Regions from separate parts of the Mus musculus genome. Here region 2 is linked to region 1. Evidence: chromatin contacts called from public promoter capture Hi-C data. All regions are on one chromosome and are shown on one strand. Each heading gives the region's core, a stretch centred on a gene start, on an enhancer-like site or on the middle of the called end of the contact. The rest is flanking DNA. Distances are from core to core; before and after follow the strand shown. Region 1 has its middle 34 kb from the start of S1pr1. Region 2 holds the start of Dph5 (diphthamide biosynthesis 5).

Region 1 (4,247 bases), core at 1,379-3,878:
AGGTGGGTCAAGAGTGAACCCCAGGGCTTACAAATGACTCAGTGTATAAAGCTGACTGCTGCCAACACTGATGACCAGAGTTCAGTTCCCAGGACCCATATGGTAGCAGGAGAGAGCCAACTGCTGAAAGTTAACTTCTGACTACCACACATATGCCATGGAACACCAACAGCAACACACACACTCACTCACTCACTCACACTCACATGCTAAACAAACAAACAAGCAGAGAGAGAGAAACCCCAGAAATGACAGTAGGGGAAGAGGAAGAAATGATGATTCCAAGGAAGAAGACTGAAGAGAAGATATTTTGAAATAAAATACCTTTGGCTACTAGGTTTTATATTGACATATTGTCTATGGCGCACTGGAGTTCAGAAGGATTGGGGATGACAGAACTGCTGTGATAAAATGTTCTTAAAACTCTAGCGAGAGAGAAAGGGTTTGTTCTGGCTTACAATTTCACCTTATACTATTAGCTACTTCTCTGTTGTGGTTAACTGCCATGACCACAGGCAACTTAAAGAAGAGGGGTTATTTTGGCCTCTATGGTCTCTTTCTGGAACCATAGCGTTAGAGTTGCTAATGTATGGTAGCAAGTGACAGGCATGGTGGCAGGGGCAGGAAGCTGAGCACTCCCATCTTGAACCACAGGTACAGGGCAAGGAGAGCAAACTCTCAATAGCCAATGCTTTTCACTCTCAAAGCCCTCCCCTTCTGACATGCTTCCCCCCAGCAAGGTCATAGAAACTAAGTCTCCCCGAACAGCATTACCAACCCAGGACCAAATGCTCACAGCCTGCTTATTTGTCATCTACTGATTATGTGGGAACAAGTCCTGGGAGATTTAAGTTCTTGTCTCAGTTTGACCCCGTCGAGTGGGGTCAGAGGCTTAGATGCCCACCCGGGGCAGAGTGGAAAGTGTCTGGCAGCCCTCCCGTGTCCACCTGCCCAGAGCATAGGTGGAGCTCTGGCCGGACGTGGGCTATTCTCCCTTCCCCCTCTTTCCCCAGGCCCCCTTTTAGTTCCCACGAGTGTGCCAACTCTTCAGTTTTCCAATATCGCAAGAAGATTTTAAGTCATATGTAACTAGCAACAACTGCATGGTGAAAAAGTTAAATTTCTAACTTAAGATCACTGACTATACATAAGAGAGGTTACATATCAGAAGAGAAAACTGGTGGCTGCCACTTTCTCCCTATGGCCTTCACGGCCTCTTTGATGTCCTTATGGGAGATGCTTCTCATCCAAGGCACCACATATCCATCACTGTGGGGAAATCAAAGCAAGAACTCAAAATACTTAGTCATATGACAACAAAGAGTAGACAGTGGATGAACGTATGCATGCCTAGCACGCAGTCAGCTCCCTTTTTAACTCTTATATATCCAAGACTCAAAACCCGGGAGTGGTGACTCCGGCTTTTAGACTGACCCTTCCCATACCAGTTAAGACAATCAAGACAATCTTCCATAGGCCAACTTGACTTAGACCAGGGGTTCTCAACCTGTGGGTCTTAACACCTTTGGAGATTAGGTGACCCTTTTACAGGGGTTACATATCAGATATCCTGAATGTCAGATATTTACATTAAAATTAAAAACAGTAACAAAATTACAAAAATGAAGTAACAATGAAAATAATTTTATGGTGGGGGGGAGGGGAGGGGAGTTGCCATAACATGAAGAACTGTACTAAAGAGTCAAAGCATTAGGAAGGTTGAGAACCACTGCTCTAGACAGTCTCTATTAGTAATACCATCTCATTACATTGAGAGAGAATGAAATAATAGTGAGCCTCAAACAGTACAGAGGAAACCTTCATCCCTATGAAGATGCTCATTCCCCTATGAAATGAGGGTATTGCTCTAAATGATGAGTAAAGAATGATGGGTAAAGACTATGGGCAGGTATGCAAATTAACTCATTCATTCATTTCTGTAATACACAAGGGGTTCCCATAATGTTCAGTTAGTGTTTTAGTCACAGGGTTATGATGATGAGCCAGTCTGTGAAAGCTGTTGTCATAGTGATGGAAACAGATCATAAACAAGTAAACCATTTAATTCCTAGAGAATTTTGGGCTGATAAAGGCAATTACAAAAAAATACTGTGGATGGTTGGGGGGACAAAATGAGGTAATTTGGGCAGATTCCTCTCTGTATCCATGGACAAACCAGAAGAGGGATGCTTATTGTAAAGGATTTTTGCTATAGAGCATTCCTGGGGACATGACCAGTGAGGACAAAGGCACGGGCCAGGAATGGCTTGACCTGTTTCAGAAGCAATGGCAAGGGAAAAATGAAGAAAATCCAGTGCAAAGCACAGAGACATTCAAGGTGAGTCGGTGTGAAAAACCGACCTTCCTGGGCTTGCTTCCAAGGTAAGAATTTGAGGTTTGCTTTACAAAAATGCAATATTGTAAATATTGCACAACAGTACAATACTGCTATGTTACATTTGTCACTTTTATCAAGAGTGGGTCGGCAAGCAAACTCTTTTTAGAAGCTTCCAGAAGTCTTGTCCAGATGCCAGGCAGGAGCCCCCATGTACCTACAACCCTTAGCTCTCTACAGAACCAAAGCTGACTTTGATGTCAGCGCCCTGTTGGCCAGTCACCTGCTTTTACTTGCAAACCACACAGGATTGCACAACCTTAAATCCAGACTCATTTACAAAATACTGTCCTTTGATCCCTGGTGACCCTGAATTCAGTATCTGATGCTTTACTGACCTCAGGGAACAAGACCTTTTCTACATGCATCATCAACCTATGAGTAGCTTTCCTATTTCTGCCTGACTACCTCTTTCCTGCAGCTACCTGGGAAGAGCAAAAAGTCTGTCTAAATATTGTGTGTGTGAAAAACCTGCTGATCACTGTCTTGTTTGGTACAGAGACTACACAGATGTGTGCTTTTCCAATACTCACCAAACTATATACAGATACTCTTATTAAAGGTGTCTCCATTTTTAAAACAAATTATAACACTTTACTTTTTAAAAAGTTATATTTTTGGTGACATAATTGATCATTCACCTTTAGTCCCTATTTTCTTTAACTCTACTATTTTGATTATTGTGGCTCCTTTTAAAAAAGTCTCCATCAAGTTATCTGTCTATCTAATCTGTCTATCTAATCTGTCTATCTAATCTGTCTATCTATCTATCTATCTATCTATCTATCTATCTATCTATCTATCTATGTTCCTATCATCTTTTCTATCTCTATATATAGAGAGTATATATAGAGAGAAAAATAAAAACATATAATCTCTATATAGAGAGAGACAGAGATAAGAGACAGAGACAAATACAGAGATATAGATATCTACAGATATGTAAATATTTATCTCTCCATATCTGTCTGTCTGTCTGTCTGTCTGTCTGCTTATTGATTTGAAACAGGCCCTAGCTGGCCTGATACCTACTATGTAGCTCAGTCTATCATCAAATTAGTGTCAATCTTTCTACCTCAGTCTCCTGAGTGCTGAGATTACAAGCATGCATCTTCGCTCTAGGGTCCTTTAAAGACATGATCCTGACTCTCCTCTTGCTTTTTCAGGGGACTTGCTTTCTCTCTGTCTCTCACTAGTTTTTGTAACCTTCCACTATCCTCAAAATAAGCCATCCTCAAGCCAGAGATCTATGCTTGCTGATTTCCTATCAAACAACCATCGTCACACATACATTTTTAATGGATTGTGTCCATTCTTCCCTAAGCACAAGGATGGCATCTCCCTTGCCCATCACCCTACTTGCTGTGCTTGACACACAGAAATCAGAAATGCTGCGTGAAGTGAATGTGTGCAGTTGATGAGGGAGCTGTGGAGGCGGCTGCTCCTCATCCCAGTGGCTGAGAGGTGTTTGTTAAAGTTAGAATAGAAAGTTTGCTAATGAAACGCAGAGGCCCTTGCCTCATCCCTCCCTGCAGCCACTTCCTTTCTCACTCGAGACTCTTGTATTCTTAATATTTCTAGTAGCTAATTCATTTTAAAGAGTGGATTTTGTTGTTGTCCTTCATTAATGAACTGAAGACACAACCCTCACCTTTCTCTTAATAAATATGAAATTTGTGTCTTTTTTAAAAATTGTGTTTGTGGTAGGCCTAGGAAGAAGGGAGGTGGGTTGTGTGTTGTCTGGGGAATAACCGAGCTATTGGCTATAAGAACTGAAATCACTACCATGGCTGACATCTCCTTTGGTTCCTTCAGGGCAGCCTATGCAGTTTGCAGACGATAGTTTGGTATC
Region 2 (4,406 bases), core at 1,418-3,917, 140 kb before region 1:
TTTGTTTTAACAAGAAAATGTGCAAGTGAAAAACAGAAGAAGACTGAAGAGAAAGAGGTTCTACAATTGTACTGGAAATATAAGGCATGAACTTATAAATGAGTGACTTGAGGCGGATGGTACAGATGGGATCCTGTGGCAAGCTACTCGGGGAAGAACAGGAACTAAGAACCTGGAGGACATGAAGACAATACTAGAAGAATTCTGTAATAAAATAAGATCCAGTCCAAACCATTTTGCTTGCTATAACTTCTCTGTTATACTTTGTGTAGTTACTATCTAAAGCTAAGAATGCAGAGAGAATGTATGAAAGTCTGGAAGGATAATTCTCAACTCAGAGATACTTTAGTTTGAATGTTGTTCTGTCACTATCTGTATGATACTGGACAAGTTTTTGGAACATCCCACAAAATGGGAGCAGTAACTATAGAGGGCTGGGTATTGTAGCTCTGTGGCAAAGCAATTGTGGAGCATGTTGAGAGACCTTGGGTTCAATTCCAAGCACTGTCAGGAAAATAAACAAAACAGCAAAATAAATGTTCCAAAAATATCAACACTTATCACTATGAAATAACAGATATTCTGGTACCTTAAAAAAACTACACAAAATTTACTTATAGGTAAGGTAAGCCCAGACCCCTAATAATTACATTTATGCTTAGGGGAAAACCTTGAAAAATTAATATTTACTAACACTTATAATTTATAAAGCATTTTCACATACACCTTAATAAATACTATATAACTTTCAATTGGTTATTTTTTCTTTGACAAATGGAGAAACTAGCATTTAGAAATTTGGAAATATATCTGCTAGCAGCTAAAATGTCTGAAAACTTTTGTGATGGACACTGTTCTAAGAGCCTAGAAGGCAAACACATCCTGACCTCAATTTATAAGAAATTAAATGTAAAGGAATTGTCCAGGGACATGTCACAAGGCAAAACAAGTTATGTCCCAATTTTGCTCTAAGCTATTGTCTAATATTCTTTTGTTTTTTGCTTTTTTGGGGGTGGGGGGTTGAGACAGGATTTCTCTGTGTAGCCCTGTCTGTCCTGGAACTTACTCTGTAGACCAGGCTGGCCTTGAACTCAGAAACCTGCCTGCCTCTGCCTCCCAAGTGCTGGGATTAAAGGTGTGTGCCACGACTGCCTGTCTTCCCTTTTTGTTTGTTTTTGGTTTTTGTTTTTGTTTTAGAGACAGGGTTTCTCTGTGTAGCCCTGGCTGTGTTTAATATTCTATTCGATTAACCTGCCAGTTATCTATTTTCTCAAATGGTTTTAGGTCCATTATAGTTTCTGATCACTGATCCAAGACATATTTCTATCATCTTGAAGTAAGTATAAACACCGACAAGTGTGGCCAGCAAGTCAAACTGACCATTAAACACTACTTTTTTTTTTTTTTTTCTAATTCATGACCAACTTAAGAAGAAGCCTATTTAGGATTCAAGATTTTTAACATAACCCTGAAACCTTCAAAATTCTGAGTTGTGAATCTGAGAGATATGACCGGAAGTTCTCTGGCCCACACTTTTATATGGAAGACTTGACAATTTAAAAAAACAAAACAAAACAAAAAAACCTTCCTCTCCTCCTCTAACAACACATCAGCATCTTATCTCAATATAGGGTTCACTTTAAGTTTGACAATCAAGCAGAAACTGACCCTTCTTGTTGTAACTATTATTTACATATTTACCCTGTTTAAGGTATATAATGCACTAATACATCCTCTGGTTACTTAGTCACTCTATATGTACATGTGGGAATGACAGCCTTCCTGGGAGAGTACATGTAAGGTCTCTTTGGCTATGTTGCAGACAAAAAAAAATGAGATCGCTGTTCCCTATGGAACTACTTCAAAGACGGAAGCTTTCAGATCGCTTGCTGAATGTATAAGCAACTCATTAAGCCTGTGTCAGCACCTCATTAGCACTCAACTCGGAAAGGATGTCTGGCTAGCTCATGAAATAACGGATTTGATAACTATCCCCAAGAGTGTAAAATAACTTTTTTTTTTTTATTTACTGGAGAAAGGCACAAAATTAGACTTGTAAAGTAGGACAAACTACCGTTTCATTTCCCAAGTCACTGAGTATGAAGTAGATCTTAATGGACAGGGTGTGTGTTTTACAGGGGCTTAAAAAAAAAAAAAAAAAGCAGACGCTTAGAGTCTGTGCAGTCTAGGGTAGGAGAATCGGACGCTAGCTAGATGTCTTCCCCAGAGGCCTGGGGACTTTAATCACGTACCAGGGCTTCCTTCCCTACAGTCAGGACTGAGGTGTAGGCTTCCAGATACACGCGACTGCATCGTCTCACAACTTCCAGGCCCTTGACTGTGATGTCCTTGGCATCTCCCAGGCCCAAGCCGATCAAGTAAAGCATTCCGAACTCCAGGGATGGGGAGACTGCAGAGCGAAGTGAACAACAGAAAAACGTCAGCTAACACCGGGGACCTAAAGTCTAGGGATGAACATAAAAACCAAGGTGGCACCCTGCGTGCGTCCGACACTCCTGCATACTCTTAGAAAATAATGGAATGACTGTTTTTAAAAGTGTGATCCGATTACCCGCTTAGAGACTCGGAGGTGATTCGCTGACGTCCCTCAAAGTCTCACTGCAGCCTTTTAATAATTGCAGTCCCCAAACCATGTGCCCATCAGAGACAGAGCTTCCGGGTCTCACCTAACGGCGCCGTAAAGCGCAGAGCCCTTCACAGCACTTTACGACTGGCAGGAGGCGGAGATGACAGACCGCTCCAGGAACGAGCTATAGAGCGATCGCATACCCCCCGCAAGGCCCTCCAGGACTCGCTGACTCCCGGGCAGAGGTCAAGGGTCAGGAATGGGTCCAGCTGTGCGCCTGGAAAGGACCCAGCGTGCCCACGCTCCCGGCAAGCCAGGACTCAAACATCCCCAAAGGGCGTCCGGGCTGATGACGATAGCTCCCAATCGCCCTCCAGACGCACACTGGCAGGAACAACCGGAGGGACTTCCCTGACCGACCCCGCGTTTGCTCAGCTTTGAATTCCCGCTCTGTAGATCTGTCGCAATTTAACCAGAAGTCACCCTGGTGAGGGGACAGGTTGGCTTGCCCTGCTGAGTGTGGTTGTTAAGTTCCCAGGGGGGGGGGGGGGGCTGTGACTCCTTCTAGGGGTTTGTCCCTGGGATCTGATACCAGAATGCCTCAAGGGAATCTGCCTTAGTCACCCTCGGTGGAGAGTGACCTTTTAAGAGTGCTCAAGGGATGACTAAATACGAATGTGATGACATATACGGATGAAAAATGCCATAATGAAGCCCATTACTTAGTATGCTAACCAAAGGATAATTTTAAAAAAGAAAGTAGTTCTATGGCGGGAAGCGCATAACAAAAAGGAAAGTGCTTTAAACCTCTCAGCGGTTGTTGCAGAGATTCTTAAAGATTGGTTACACGCAGCTCCAGTAAGCGAAAAGTTTACACTGCAGATGCTCTTCCTAAATTCACTGGTAACTTTATCCAAGTTGGGAAGACAGTTCATTGCTTCTCTTGGCACAATGTAATGGCCTTTCAGATTTTTCTTAAGTCTAGCCTTTTCCTCCAAGGGTGCACGAAGACCTGATTCTCCCTGTTCCCACTAAATTGATTTATTCTTTGCACCATATTAAAATACATACACCTCAAAATAGATCATGGTGTAAATGGAAAGACCTAAAATTATAACAGAAGAAAAAAAAAAAAGAAAAGAAAAGAAAATCTGACCTATCCAGGGAGAGATTTCTCAGGTATGCTATAAAAGGCATGTTGCAAAGAGAGAGGAAAAAAAGTCATACTTTAATAATAAAAACTCCCTTCAAAAGACTGAAGTCGTACACTGAGAGAAAATGTTTGCAAACCAGAAATTTGACAAAAGACTTGTCAACAGAGCAAACAAACCAAAGGAAGGCTATCAAGATGCTGGTAAAGGAACTTGTCACGCAAGTCTGACAACCTGAGTTTAATCCTGGAACCCAGTTAAAGGTGGAAGAAAAACAACTCCACAGAGGTCTCCCCTGACCACCACAGGCTGGCACACCCACACACACCCCCACACCCCCCCACACACAAACAAATTAATAATAAACTGAAGATGAATTCAAATCTAATGGATTCTTAAATGGAACAAGAAAACAACTCAATGTGGAAAAATGTACAAAAGATTTTGAGTGATAACAAATAAGATAGGCTAATAACAGATAAGCATTTTAAAACTTGTCTAGCCGGGCAGTGGAGGTGCACACCTTTAATCCCAGCACTCGGGAGGCAGATGCAGGCAGGTTTCTGAGTTTGAGGCCAGCCTGGTCTACAGAGTGAGTCTTGAACCCCGCCCCCGCCCAAAAAAAAATCTAGAGAAATGGTTTTCAAAGTTCTTTTTAGATTATTTTA

What was found. Promoter capture Hi-C pulls out the DNA fragments that hold promoters and counts their contacts.
Region 2: a contact with region 1 is called in a promoter capture Hi-C map of liver. The contact joins the promoter of Dph5 here to the enhancer-like site in region 1. A contact is called at or near these places in 4 of 39 promoter capture datasets (the C10 cell line, liver, neural stem cells and 1 more), 3 of 15 datasets of contacts at CTCF or cohesin (CD8 T cells, the NIH/3T3 cell line and large pre-B cells), 3 of 484 Hi-C or Micro-C datasets (Th1 cells and liver), 17 of 115 datasets of contacts at active chromatin or transcription factors (CD8 T cells, the SCID.adh cell line, bone marrow-derived macrophages and 11 more) and 3 of 9 other capture datasets (adipose tissue, liver and pancreatic islet).

What each region holds. Positions count from the first base shown.
Region 1 is chr3:115,746,857-115,751,103 of GRCm38.p6, reverse strand. No RefSeq gene overlaps it. Among named protein-coding and RNA genes, the nearest start is that of S1pr1, 34 kb to the right of the region's middle. Within about 2 kb of position 2,628, at least 6 of the 459 cell types and tissues checked have an H3K27ac peak or open chromatin away from gene starts, as enhancers often do. A contact at or near this core is called in liver, where this site is marked.
Region 2 is chr3:115,886,444-115,890,849 of GRCm38.p6, reverse strand. Dph5 (diphthamide biosynthesis 5) reads right to left here and starts at 2,667. Exons shown (of 8, transcript NM_027193.2): 1 at 2,573-2,667; 2 at 2,253-2,410. The coding sequence starts at 2,387. A930005H10Rik (RIKEN cDNA A930005H10 gene) reads left to right here and starts at 2,720. Exons shown (of 2, transcript NR_015487.1): 1 at 2,720-3,086.